2 separate regions of the Pan troglodytes genome follow, and region 2 is linked to region 1. Evidence: chromatin contacts called from public capture Hi-C data. All regions are on one chromosome and are shown on one strand. Each heading gives the region's core, a stretch centred on a gene start, on an enhancer-like site or on the middle of the called end of the contact. The rest is flanking DNA. Distances are from core to core; before and after follow the strand shown.

Region 1 (6,715 bases), core at 2,121-4,620:
TGTTGAGCATGTGAGATGCAGTTAGTGTGACTGAGGAATGCAGTTTCCACTTTTACTGAATTGCAATTAGTTTTACTAACTATATGTGGGATAAGGGTTACCATATGGGGCAGCAGAGCTGTAGGCAAAGGAGTGAATATGCCTCTTGTCACCTCTGTACAAATCTACATGTGGGTATGTGGGTGTGTGTGCACACGCGTGGGCATGTATGTGGACACATGCACTGTGGGTCAGGGCTGCAGCGGGGGCAGCCTTGTGTGGCAGTGCCTCATGGGCAGCTCTCAGCCTGCATCACGTGGTGTGGGGCCGGTGTGTGGTTTCAGTGTGTACAGAACAGGAGAGGAGGGGGACAAAGGGGCCATTGTGCCACATTCCCAACTCAAACCCTCCTTTCCGCTGACATCACAGCCGCCCTAAATACAGCCACCCAGACCCGCTCCCCGAGACCCTCACTATCTCCTGCAGGGTGTCACAGAGCCTGCCGCTCTGTCAGACTCACCTTTGTCTTCTCTGTGAGAAGGACCAGGCTCCTGATTTTTGGCTGATTTTTCAGTCAAGCCCAGATGGAAAATTTTAGAAAGGGAGGAGGCTTCATTTGGATTTTTAATTTCTGCTGCAATCTCAGAATCCTGGGTCCCTTTTGGGACCTAAGCCCCATCTCCTGGCAGGATTTTCTATCACCGGAATACGGTAGATTTTTCCCTCCTTTTTTTTTTTTTTTTTTTCCCAGCACCTTAACTCTCAGCTTCCCAGACTTTCTCCAATGACAGAGCTGGGTGGGTGGAGGAGGAGAGGGGTTGCAAGAAAGCTTGCCGGCTGGGGTGAGGAGACTGTGTGTGGAGCAGGCGTGAGCGTGGGCCGCGTGGGAGAGAATGCGAGGCTGCCGTCAAGCCCAGCGTCCACACGAGGAGGCCTGCGATGGCGTCTGAGGGAGCAAGGTGAGTGCCACCAAGGGGTCTCTGTCTCCTGGGGGTGCCTGGTGATGAGAATGTGTCTCACTGTCTGTGCCCACCTACCTGTGCACAAATAAATGTATCTGTGTTCACAGGGGCCTATACACATGTACGTGTGTGGGTTGGGGTGGGCGGGCATCTGTGCATGATGAGGGCAGCTTCCCCACACGTTTGGCAGTGAAAGCAACCCTGTGTGAACTGTGAGAACGCATGGACTGTGGCATTTGGGACATATGTGTACAGGGGCATGACAGAGGGCATAGGAGGGTCTGTCTGTGTGATATGGATGAATGGGGCGGGGGAGCAGAGAGGAGTGTGGGAAAAATTAGTGGGGGCTCGGTGTGGGAGGAGACCACTCTCCTGAAGTCCCCCAGCCAGTGGGAGCCCTGGTGCTGGGAAGGCTGAGTCTCCCTGTCCCCTTCCCCTATGTGTGCTCCAGAGGGTATCAAGTCAGGCCGTGGGCATGTCCATAGTCAGGGAGGCAAGATCCTGGAAGCAGGAGGGCTCTTGTCCAGGAGGGTGGCAGGCCCTCCCCATGCAGAGATTTCAACCCTTTGCAGAGGATGTGCAAGGCAAGGCCAGGAGGGAGGTGAGTTTGGCACATGCTAATGCTGGAGAAAGTGGGATTTTCTCTGCAAAAGACAGTGGGAGGAACTGGGAAGGGGGTACTGAATGAGAAGGGACAGAGAACCATGATGGGGACTAAAACATTTTAGAGAGGGAGGCCACATACATGTGCAAGTTCTGGATGAATTCACTGCTGTGGGGCAAACTCTGCCCGCATGCCAGGGCTTCGCTGCTGAGTTCACGGAGGCCTAGGAGAGCAGGTGTTCTGTAGAAAGCAGGGAAAGGGGCTGAGTTCTGGGTGTGAGTTAATCTGGGATGGAGATACAGGAAGAGCCATGAAACCAGCACAGCCCAATAAAGATACAACCCAAGGCGCGGATGTAATTTTTCATGATCTAGCAGCCATTTAAAAAAAGATAAAAAGGGCTGGGGGCGGTGGCTCACGCCTGTAATCCCAGCACTTTGGGAGGCCGAGGCGGGCGTATTGCCTGAGGTCAGGAGTTTGTGACCAGTCTGGCCAACATGGTGAAATCCTGTCTCTACTAAAAATACAAAAAAAAAATTAGCTGGGCCTGGTGGTGTGCGCCTGTAGTCCCAGCTACTCGGGAGGCTGAGGCAGGGAAATTGCTTGAACCAGGGAGGTGGAGGTTGCAGTGAGCCAGGATAGCGCCACTGCACTCCAGCCTGGGCAATGGAGCAAGACTCCATCTGAAAAAAAAAAAAAAGATAAAAAGGCTGGTGCTGTAGTGCATGTCCTAGCTACTCGGGAGGCTGATGCAGGAGGATCCCTTGAGGCCAGGAGTTTGAGACCAGCCTGGGCAACACAGCGAGACCCTATCTCTACAAAAAAAATTGTAAAAATTAGCCAGATATGGTGGTGAGTGCCTGTAATCCTAGCTACTTGGTGGCTGAGGCAGGAAGATCACTTGAGTTTGAGGTAACAGTAAGCTATGATCATGCCACTGCACTCCAGCCTGGGCAACATAATGAGACCTCATCTCAAAAGAATAAATAAGTATCTACAGGTAAAACTAATTTTAGCAATGTCTTTTATTTAACCTAATGTATCCCCAAATCCGATCGTTTCACCATTACACTGAGGTACATCTCAGTTTGGACTAGCCACATCTTAAGTGCTCACTAGCCACATGGCCTGAGGCTGCTGTACTCGATGGTGCAGCTCTAGGCAGCAGTTCCGTACCAAAGATCATACAAATTTAGGCTTCCACTCCCAATTCACAGGGAGAGATTGAACTTTTTACAAGGTGCAGGTGGAAATGGAGTTCATTTAGCCTGAATCTTAGGGGCCAGGGAGACCCCAGGGACCTCTGGCCTTGGGGGATTGTGTGTGCTTGCATGCAATAATGTGTCCATCCTTGGGAGCTGCCAGAGTGTCCAGTTCCCACAAATTCTCACAACAGCCCCAAGGCGGTTATGATGATCATCTTATAAGTAAACTAACCCTCAGCTGGCTGAGCCAGCTGTTGTGTGGCAGGATCATGATTCCAGTCCTGCTCCGGGGCAGCGTGCAGCAGGGGGCTGAGGCCGGCCCTAGGTGGCGCCTTGAGTCACCAGGTCTGGCTGATAGAGAGGTGGTGAGGGAATGTCTGAGCGTCAGGCCACGTGTGGGTGCTGTGTTTAGAAGGAAGGTGGAGGCCACCCACTGGGTAACAGGGGCAATGCCATCATGGGACTGGAGGAGGCAGGGGTGGAGCAGAGTGTGCAGCTGGGCCAAGTCTCCCGGTGGAGGTGGCGGTGGGGGCGGCTGCCCTTCTTTGTCCTGGGCTGTGGGGGGTGGAGCTTGACTGCTGGCTGGAATCTTGCACGCCAGGGAGGAGCTGTTGCCCAGTGGGGAGGCGCTAAGTATGTCTGTGCCCTCCCGGCATGCTGCCGGGGGCCTCTGGACGTGTGTGCCCAGGCAGGGCTCAGCGTCTTCTGCAGGCACGCCATCCTCCCAGCTACTTGTCTGGGCCGCTTCCTCTCAGGCCGGCAGCCAGGCTCCCGTGTGCTCTTTGGAGCTGAGCAGAGAGAAAGGCGCTGCCAAGACCCCAAGGCAAAGCCGGGAAGTGAGGAGCTGGCCTTGCACTCTCCCAGCCCTGGCCAGCACAGGAAGAGCACAGGAGGCCCAAGAGCTGCCTGGCTGCAGGGGGCGAGCCCAGAGATGAGGGGTGGGCAGCCTCTTCCTCAAGGGAGCAGGGATCAAGGAGCCACCCCAGACAGCAGGCTGGCTGCTGGAGCCTCCGGTCTGCGCAACTCCTGGTTTCCTTCAGGAGAAAGAAAGAAATAGCCAAGGAGAAGCCAGAGGCACCCGCTAGTCAAAGAACCCGTTTGGTTATGGCGTGGGCACCTAAAGAGCTAGTCATTCAACAGGCAATTATTAAGCACGTACACTACACCTCAGCCTGCCTCAGCAGATGCTCACGAAACCAGTGTTTGATGAGTTGATTGACTAACTAATGGGTACAGGGAGGCTCAGGAGATAATGGAAGAAGCTTTAGCCATGGCCTTGCTCAACCCCTGTGCCCTGAGAAGGGGAGCAACCTCCTTAAGAACACTGAGCACAGGAACGGTAGCTCACAGCGGTCATCCCAGCTACTCAGGAGGCTGAGGCAAGAGGACCACTTGAGGCCAGGAGTTCGGGACCAGCGTGGGCAATGTAGTGAGACCCTGGCTCTAAAAGAAAGAACGCTGAGCAAACCCAGACACATGGTGTCCTTTCATGCCTTCCTTCAGAACATCCTTCCTGAGCACTCACTGTGTGCAGGCACTGCACCTGCTGCAGGCTGAAAGAATTGTATGTTCTAGTGCGGAAGAGGACTCGGAATATGTGAGCCGAGACAGCGCAAATCCTCTCAGAGAGCAGGAAGGCCTCGCAGGGCAGGCAGTGGGACCGCAGTGGGACCACAGCGGGGACAGGGAAGGCCTCTCTGAGGAGGTGCCCTTTGGGCAAAGACAGAACCTGCAGTGAGGGGCTAGTTGTGTGGATGTGGGAGCCAGGGCCTCCCAGCAGAGGAAAAGGAGAAGGAGGCTGGAGTGGTGATGCCAGCCCTTGTCTGTGTTCTCTCGGAGTTGCCACTAGGGGAGGGCCTTGCCAGCTGTCCCTCTTTTAGCCGGGCCCCTCTCAGGCTGAGTCCCTGGCCTGTCCTCACGTGGGAGTGGGAGTATATGAGCCTGGATATGGCCAGATGGCAGTGATCGGGGCAGAATTGGCCCCATTTGGTTGTGTCCACCTGGGAAAAACAGGCTCAGGCCTTCTCATGGCCAGCTGAGCTCTTCCGAGCTCATGTGGGGTCAAGCTGTGCTAGCACCACTCAGCCCAACAAGGGTCCCAGGCTGTGCTGTGTCCTCTGCACCCCTGCCCATCTCTGGAGGAGCTCAGCAAGGCAGGGGGTAGTCCTTGAGCCTAGAGCATTCCGGGACCCGCATTCCAACCTCCCTCTTTCCATATCTTTTTTTTTTTTTTTTTTTTTTGAGACAGAGTTTTGCTCTGTCACCCAGGCTGGAATGCAGTGGTGTGATCTCGGCTCACTGCAACTCCACCTCCTGGGTTCAAGTGATTCTCCTGCCTCAGCCTCCCGAGTAGCAGGGATTACAGGTATGTGCCACCATGCCTGGCTAATTTTTGTATTTTTAGTAGAGATGGGGTTTCACTATGTTGGCCAGACTGGTCTCGAACTACTGACCTCAAGTGATCTGCCTGTTTTGGCCTCCCAAAGTGCTGGGATTACAGGCGTAAGCCACCACGCCCGGCCTCGCTCTCCATATCTAGATTGGCTTCTCTCCAAACACAACAGACAGAGGGACTCTCCCTCCAGGGAATCTTGAGGTGCCAAAGAAATCTACAGGTAAGGGTCTGGATTTCCTGCTTCCAGAACCCCTCAACCCTGTAGAAGGCAGGGTGGAGGCAGAAGTGCCAGGGTCAAATTCAAGCTTTGCCACTTGCTTGTTCTGTAACCTTGGGTAAGTCACTGACTCTCCCTTGGTCTCTGTTTCCTTGTCTGTGAAATGGGGATAGTGATCCAGGCATACCTCACTACCAGGTTCGTGGGAGGGCTACAGATAGCAGGTCCTTCCCTCTTTCTTCCAGAGAATTTGAGAAAACAGCAAAATGCCAAGAGTCCAAAGGGCAGGCTGGCAGGCACTGGCTGCCTATGGGGCCTCCCAGAAAGCACAAAGGGAAACAGAGCCAGTGAGGATGGGAGAGGCTGCCAGCAGCAATTGGTGAGCAGAGCAGCAGATATTTATTCTGAATGTCCTTACCCCACACACTCTCACCCCACCCCACCCCCTCTCCCTGCTTGTTTACAGCCTGGGTTCCAGGCGGGCCAGGAGCTGGAATCAGCAGGTGGGATGTGCCACTCGTGGTGTGGACAGAGAAGGGAGGATGAAATCAGGGCTGGACCTGGAACCCCTGTGGGAAGAGAGAGTGGAGGGCTGAGAGGGCCGGACGCTGGTTCTCCTGACTTCCCCACCCTGACACTCCAACTGCGAGTGCTCGGCATTGGGGTCATAGCCCTGGCACTGGTGAGGACCCCCAGCAGCGGCCTCAGAGGGGCAGACAAGTCTATGTGCCTCTTCCCCTGACCTCTCCCAGACCCCACCATTTGCCCCAGCCTTGAGATAAAGGCCATCTTGTTCCCAGAAATAAGGCTGGCATCACCCACCAGACCTACCTGGCTGGGCTGTCAGTGCTGGTCCAGAATGAGGGGCACCTGGGCGCTGTCCACGCGGGGAGGCAGCCGCTCACCTGTGTGCACATTGAACATGGGCAGGGTGGAGAGTGGCCGGGGCACCTCGCGGCTGGCCGCCATCTGCCGCAGCTCCTCTGTGTTCCCGTGGATGGTGCAGTGGTGGACCATCTGGATGCTGGAGGCACAGGTGGGGAGTCATCAGCTCTGGGAGTCAGCTGCCCTGGAGTACAGCCTGGAACTGCCTCTGAGCCACCCTGCAGTCCTCCCCACCACTTATGTGGGGAGAGACTCAAACACATGATGCAGGGGCAGAAAACAAACAGAAAGCTCTATGGGGCCGGGCATGGTGGCTCACGCCTGTAATCCCAGCACTTTGGGAGGCGAAGGCAGGCAGATCACTTGAGGTCAGGAGTTCGAGGCCAGCCTGGCCAACACGGTGAAACCCTGTTTCTACAAAAAATAAAAATAAAAATTAGCCAGGTGTGGTGGTGGGCACCTGTAATC
Region 2 (7,024 bases), core at 2,528-5,027, 120 kb before region 1:
TTATTAAGGGCCTACCCTTCACGGGGCACTGGGAACGGAACTGAAGGCTGAAGTAAAGCAGTTTGTTCAGTAGCCTCGTGTATGCCCGTGCCCAGTCACAAAAATGTGCTCGTGGGAAGGGTTCCAGCCAGAGGAACCAGTATCTGTGAGGACCTCCAGGTGGGACAGAGCTTGGCACATGGAAGGGGCTGAGAAAATGATGATGTGGCTGGATACAGAGAGCGAGAGGACAAGGCTGGGAGGTGAGGGTGTGGGTGTTGGGAGAGGCCAGACCATCCCAGACCTTGGACACCTTTTTAAAAATTATTTTATTTCAAGAGATATGGGAACGTGTGGATGGATTTTAAGAGGGCTGGCCGGGCGCAGTGGCTCACGCCTGTAATCCCAACACTTTGGGAGGCCAAGGTGGGCAAATCACCCAAGGTCAGGAGTTCGAGACCAGCCTGGCCAACATGGTGAAACACTGTTTCTGCGAAAAATATAAAAATTAGCTGACCGTGGTGGCACACACCTGTAATCCCAGCTACTCAAGAGGCTGAGGCATGAGAATTGCTTGAACTTAGGAGGTGGAGATTGCAGTGAGTGGAGATGGCACCACTGCATTCCAGCAGCCTGGGTAAGAGAATGAGACTCTGTCTCAAAAAAAAACAAAACAACGACAACAAAAAACATTGGAAGGGTGTGGCCTCTGCTCACTACAGAGGCACTCACTGCCTCTGTGGTCCCCCTACTCCTGGCATTGAACTCACCGCTACCATGACATGCATTCCACTGCATTGTACTGACTGGTCTCCTTGCTTCTAGGCTGTGAGCGACTGTGATAGAGTTTCTGTCTTCACCATCTCTGTGGACCTAGGGTCAGAACAGTACCTGGCACATTAGTAGTTCTCTGTCCATGTTTAGTAAACCATGAAGTCACCCTACAGCACCACCTCCCTGCTTGTGTTTGGAATATGTGCTGTTATGTGCTGTTCAGTGTGGCCTGTCTGGAAAGAGGCAAAGACACATGGAAACTTGAGGGTGTTACAAGCTGGAGCAAGTGGGGGCACACCCGTGCCAGCCTCCACACCACCACCAAGGAGCTGCTATTCCAGATAGTGCTTTCTTTTTTCTTTTCCTCTTTCCTTCCTTCCCTTCCTTCCTTCCTTCCTTCCTTCCTTTCTTTCTTTCTTTCCCTCTCTCTCTTTCTTTCTTCTTTTTTTTTTTTTGAGACAGAGTCTTGCTCTGTTGCCCAGGCTGGAGTGGAGTGGAGTGATCTCGGTTCACTGCAATTTCTGCCTCCCAGGTTGAAGCAATTCTCCTGCCTCAGCCTCCCGAGCAGGTGGGACTACAGGCACATGCCACCACACCTGGTTAATTTTTTGTATTTAAGTAGAGAGGAGATTTCACCATGTTGGCCAGGCTGGTCTCAAACTCCTGACCTCAGGTGATCTGCCCACCTCAACTCCCCAAAGTGCTGGGATTACAAGCGTGAGTCACCACACCTGGCCTGCAGAGTGCTTTGTGTGTACCAGACCTGGGGTGAGCTCTTTCTGGTGCTGTAATCAGAAAATCCCTCTGTGCAATAGTGTTGCTGAGAGGCAGTGCCCCCAAAGAGACCTTCAGTTCCCCAGCAGCTCTGAATCTGAGCTTGATTGACACGATCAAGTAGAAACCCAAGCCGAGTGTGCACTGAGGACCCGCAACATCCACCCCTTCATTTCATCCTGTCACAAGCATGTTCTGAGCATCTGCTATGTGTCAGGCCCTGTACAAAGTGTGAGGCACAGAGGGGTCCCTAAGCCCAGAGACACACACGCCCTGCTTTCAAGGACAAGAAAGACATAAACAAATTCTTATTCAAGTGGAAACTTCATGAATTTGTGATAAATGTCTCCAAAGGAGAAAAGAAAGGGCACTAGAGGAGTGAATGCCAAGGGGATCCAGCCTCAGTGTTCCCAGGCCTCCCCAGGAGCTGACATTTCAGGCCAAGCCTAAACGCAGATAGGAATTACTGGGTGAGGGTGGAGGGAGGGGTGGAGTGGGTGAGCAGAGAATTCCAGGCAGGGAAAAGGGGTGGGTGACGGTCATGAGGGCTCCTGAGTGACCCAAGCAGCTGCAGTTGCATGAGTCTCTACTAAAAATACAAAAACAGAAACAAAACAAACAAACAAAACAAATTAGCCAGGCGTGTTGTGGTGCACCTATGATCCCAGCTACTCAGGAGGCTGAGGCAGGAGAATCACTTGACCCAGGGAGCGGAGGCTGCAGTGAGACAAGATTGCAGCACTGCACTCCAGCCTGAGCGACAGAGCAAAGACTCCGTCTCAAAAAAAAAAAAAAAAAAAAAAGAGAGAAATCATATCCAAGGCTGGCCAGGTGTGGTGGCTCATGCCAGAAATCCCATCACTTTGGGAGGTGAAGGTGGGAGGATCACTTGAGCCCAGGGGTTCAAGACTAACCTAGACAACATAGTGAGACCCTCATCTCTACAAAATAAAAAAATATATATATACAATCTATATATGTATATATATTTATATGTGTGTGTATATGTACACACATGTATACATATAATATATATATGTACACACATGTATACATATAATATATATATGTACACACACACACACCCCGGTAGTCCCCGCTACTCAGGACCCTGAGATAGGATTGCTTGAGCCCAGGAGGTTGAATCTGCAGTGAGCTGTGATCATGCCACTGCGCTCCAGCCCGGGCAACAGAGCAAGATCCTGTCTCAGAAAAAAAAAAAGGAAGAGAAAGAAAAGGCGACAAGACAATATGGAGGATACACACATAATCTGATTTTTGTAAAAATGTTGTGGGCCAGGCACGGTGGCTCACGCTTGTAATCCTAGTACTTTGGGAGGCCAAGGTGGGCAGATCATCTGAAGTCAGGAGTTCAAGACCAGCCTGGCCAACATGGAGAAACCCCGTCTCTACTAAAAATACAAAAATTAGCCGGGTGTGGTGGTGCATGCCTGTAATCCCAGCTACTTGGAAGGGTGAGGCAGGAGACTTGCTTGAACTCAGGAAGCAGAAGTTGCAGTGAGCTGAGATCACCCCACTGCATTCCAGCCTGGGCAACAGAGCGAGACTCCATCTAAAAAAAAAAAAAAAGTGTGTGTGTATAGAAAATGTCCAGAAGGATATTTACACAACACAATATTTATTGCTTTCTTCTTTAAATTATCCTATATTGTCTGATTTTTTTATAGTGAGCATGCAGAACTACTATAACCAAGAATAAACAATGCTGGCCAGGGGCAGTGGCTCACACCTGTAATCCCAGCACTTTGGGAGGCTGAGGTGGGCAAATCACCTGAGGTCAGGAGTTCAAGACCAGCCTGGCCAACATGGTGAAACCTCGTCTCTACTTAAAAAAAAAAAAAATTGGCCAGGTGTGGTGGCGGGTGCCTGTATTCCCAGCTGCTTGGGAGGCTGAGGCAAGATAATCCCTTGAACCTGGGAGGTGGAGGTTGCAGTAAGCAGAGATTGCACCACTGCAATCCACCCTGGGCAACAGAGCTCCATCTCAAAAAAAAAAAAAAAAAAAAAAAGGAATAAACAATACTGTGATTTCCACTTGGGGAAATAAAACTATCTTCATGTGCCCTCCTAAAAACATTGAGAGGCAGTGTGTTCTAAACCAGTCCCTCGCACTGGCTCTGACTGGCGTCCGGATTTCCTGGGGGATCTGGTAAAGTGCGGAGTCTGTGTCCGTAGGTTGCCAGCGGGGTCTGCAATCCTGTATTTCTAACAAGCTCCCAGCTGACCTGAGGCTGCTGGTCCAAGGACAACACTTTGAGCGGTGCTATAAAGCAACCCTGGAATCAGGCCTCGGGGCCTGCCTTCGAATGTGACTTTGTCCCTAAGCCACATCCTGCCTTGGGAAGCAGTGTAGCTCTGCCTTGGGAAAAACACTCCACCACAGTGCAGGGCTCTTAGTTTCCTCTTTTGTAGAAGGTGAGACTAGAGCTGTAGTCGTTAAAACTCCCTGCTTTGTCATTGAGCCTTCTTGGCCACTAATGTGCCAGGAAACCAGCTTTTCTTTCTTTTTTTTTTTTTTTTGAGATAGGGTCTCGATGTCACCCAGGCTAGAATGCAGTGGCTCAAACACAGCTCTGCAACCTCAACCTCCTGGACACAAGCGATCCTCCTGCCTCAGCCTTTCACATAGCTAGGATCAAAGGCACACACCACTATGCCTGGCTAATTTTTAGTAGAGATGGGGGGCTTGCTTTGTTGCCCAGGCTGGTCAACTACTGGGCTCAAGCGATCCTCCCACCTCAGTCCCCCAAAGTGCTGGGATTACAGGCGTGATCCACCATGCTCAGCCAGGAAACCAGCCTTTCAAGTCACTCCACCTGCCTTTTCATGAGAGGTGAGCCACTGGCCTCCCCAGGGTGGCCTTAGTTGCCCCAGGGGGCTGAGCCCCTGCTGCTCCCACCTTTGTGGGCCTCTGTCCCTCTGTGTTCCTGCAGTCCCTCTTGCCTCCAGGCGATGGCAGCAGAAGACAAGGAGTCCCAGAGGGCGGCCACCCACCGACTCCGGGTGACAGGTAGGCACTTGTAAACGTTTCCAGTGTCCATTAAATCAGTTACAAGATGAACCATACCAATTCAGATTCACATTCTTATTTCTTTAGGATTTCAACTCCAGCTTTTTTCTCCCCAAGAATTGAAGCCCTATGCTATATGGGAGAATTCAGGATAAAAAATACATCAGAGGCCAGGCATGGTGGCTCACGCCTGTAATCTCAACACTTTGAGAGGCTGAGGCGGGTGGATAATGAGGTCAAGAGATCGAGACCACCCTGGCCAACATGGTGAAACCCTGTCTCTACTAAAAATACAAAAATTAGCTGGGATTGGTGGCGCACGCCTGTAGTCCCAGCTACTCGGGAGGCTGAGGCAGGAGAATCACTTGAACCCAGGAGGTGGAGGTTGCAGTAAGCTGAGATCATGCCATTGCACTCCAGCCTGGTGACATAGCGGGACTCTGTCTCAAAAAAAAAAAAATTACATCAGAAACTATGCAAAGATTTTACCTGCCACCTGAGCTGACTCTCAGGTGCTAAGTGTATAGTTTCAAGACAATGAAGGTCAAAGGGGAAGTACACTGGGCATTCAGGCCCAAGAAGGGAGGCAGTGGCTGCAGACTGAGCTGTCCTGAGAGTCAGACTTGGGCTGGGGGCTGAATGTTTATTTTGCATTCTATGCTCACATCCCTGTGGGGGTCTCACCTCATTTTCCATACATGGAAAGAGATTCAGTGAGGCTGGCACAGTGACCACTGTCACTCAGCTTGTTAAATGGCAGAGCTGGGACTCTAAGCCTGAATTCTTTCCCCTACCCTTCTCCCTCCCCTGGGAGAAAATTTTCATTTTCTGACCCAGCTGCCCTACTCCTATTTACATTGAGATGGGTTTGTTTTTGTTTTTCTTGAGATTAAACTCAGAGTAGTTGAAAATGGCCTGAGACCACAGTGGTCAATAGTTTCCAGGACAGTCGTCCACAGACGGGTTTATGCTAAACCATATTAAAGGTGGAGGAAAACTGGAAACTTGAAATTCATTGAGGCCAAGATAAACTGATTCAAGTCCTGTTTGTCTTCTTTAATTTACTTGTTTTTGGACAGGGTTTCACTCTGTTGCCCAGGCTGGAGTGCGGTGGTGTGTTCTTGGCTCACTGCAACCTCTGCCTTCTAGGTTCAAGCAATCCTCCCACCTCAGCCTCTTGAGTAGCTGGGACTACAGGTGCACGCCACCATACTGGCTAATTTTTCTATTTTTTGTAGAGTTGACGTTTCACTATGTTGCCCAAGCTGGTCTTGAACTCCTGGGCTCAAGCAATCCATTCACCTCAGCCTCCCAAAGTGCTGGGATTACAGGTGTGAGCCACCGCACCAGGCCCTGTTTGACTTCTTACAATTTACTCCACTCCAGCCACACTGGCTTCCACATTCTTCCAACATACCAGACAAGCTGCTGCCTCTGGCTTCCATACCTGCTGTTGCTCTGCCTAGATGCGTTTCCTCCATATCTTCAAGGCTCACTTCATCTACTGCCTTCAAGTCTTCTCTCAGACAACTTTTCAAGGGGACTACCCTGACTTCCTGTTTACAACTGTATCCACTCTGCCTGCTACTCTTTTTGTTTCTTTTAAATTTTCACAAGGGCACTGTAATATATTTCCCGCACCTCTGATCTCCCTTGTTTTCCCCCATTTTTTTCTGTGGCACTCATCACCTTCTGACATACTATATAATTTGTTTATTATGCTTGTTAATTTATTTCTATGTTTACTATATTGTTTCGTTTTGTTTTGAGACAGAAGTCTCACTCTGTCATCCAGGCTGGAATGCAGTGGCATGATCTCGGCTCACTGCAACCTCTACCTCCCAGGTTCAAGTGATCGTACCACCTCAGCCTCCCAAGTAGCTGGGACCGCAGACGCACCCCACCATGCCCGGTTACTTTTTTGTATTTTTGGTAGAGACAGGGTTTTGCCAGGTTGCCTAGGCTGGCCTCAAACTCCTGAACTCAAGCAATCTGCCTACCTTAGCCTCCCAAAGTGTGGGATTACTGGCCTCTACTATATTGTTACTGTTATGATATTTATTGTCTTGAATGCAGGCTCTGTGAAGACAGTATTTTTTTCTGTTTTATTCACTGTTGTATCCACAGAGCCTAAAACAGTGCCACATACTAGGAACTCAATAATAAATGAATGAATGAATGAATGGATACATGAGTTAACTTGACAGTTACATGTCAAAATATGCAGGACCTATGACAGCAATATTACTCCATGGATAAATAAAATACACGTGGAATTCATATGTGAACATACAGCTGACATGTGGGGGACATGTGGCAGGCACTGGACAGAAACACAGCAGAGCTTTGAGGGGAACATGTAATGGCACATGTAGACACACATAGACTAAGTGACAGGATGTCCCAGACATGCCCCGGGAATGTGAAGGCACAAGGTGAGTCCGCTGACAGATACATGATGGACCC

The links. Capture Hi-C pulls out chosen DNA fragments and counts their contacts.
Region 2: a contact with region 1 is called in a capture Hi-C map of stem cell-derived neural stem cells, with 7 times the contacts expected there. The contact joins two enhancer-like sites. A contact is called at or near these places in 4 of 7 Hi-C or Micro-C datasets (blood, induced pluripotent stem cells and stem cell-derived neural progenitor cells) and 1 of 1 other capture datasets (stem cell-derived neural stem cells).

The regions. Positions count from the first base shown.
Region 1 is chr19:63,316,991-63,323,705 of NHGRI_mPanTro3-v2.0_pri, reverse strand. It overlaps SGCA (sarcoglycan alpha), which reads right to left. Exons shown (of 8, transcript XM_054671152.2): 7 at 6,194-6,386; 8 at 5,713-5,931. The coding sequence ends at 6,206. Among named protein-coding and RNA genes, the nearest start is that of H1-9, 6.1 kb to the right of the region's middle. Within about 2 kb of position 3,370, at least 13 of the 24 cell types and tissues checked have an H3K27ac peak or open chromatin away from gene starts, as enhancers often do. A contact at or near this core is called in stem cell-derived neural stem cells, where this site is marked.
Region 2 is chr19:63,437,449-63,444,472 of NHGRI_mPanTro3-v2.0_pri, reverse strand. No RefSeq gene overlaps it. Among named protein-coding and RNA genes, the nearest start is that of TMEM92, 28 kb to the right of the region's middle. Within about 2 kb of position 3,777, at least 1 of the 24 cell types and tissues checked has an H3K27ac peak or open chromatin away from gene starts, as enhancers often do. A contact at or near this core is called in stem cell-derived neural stem cells, where this site is marked.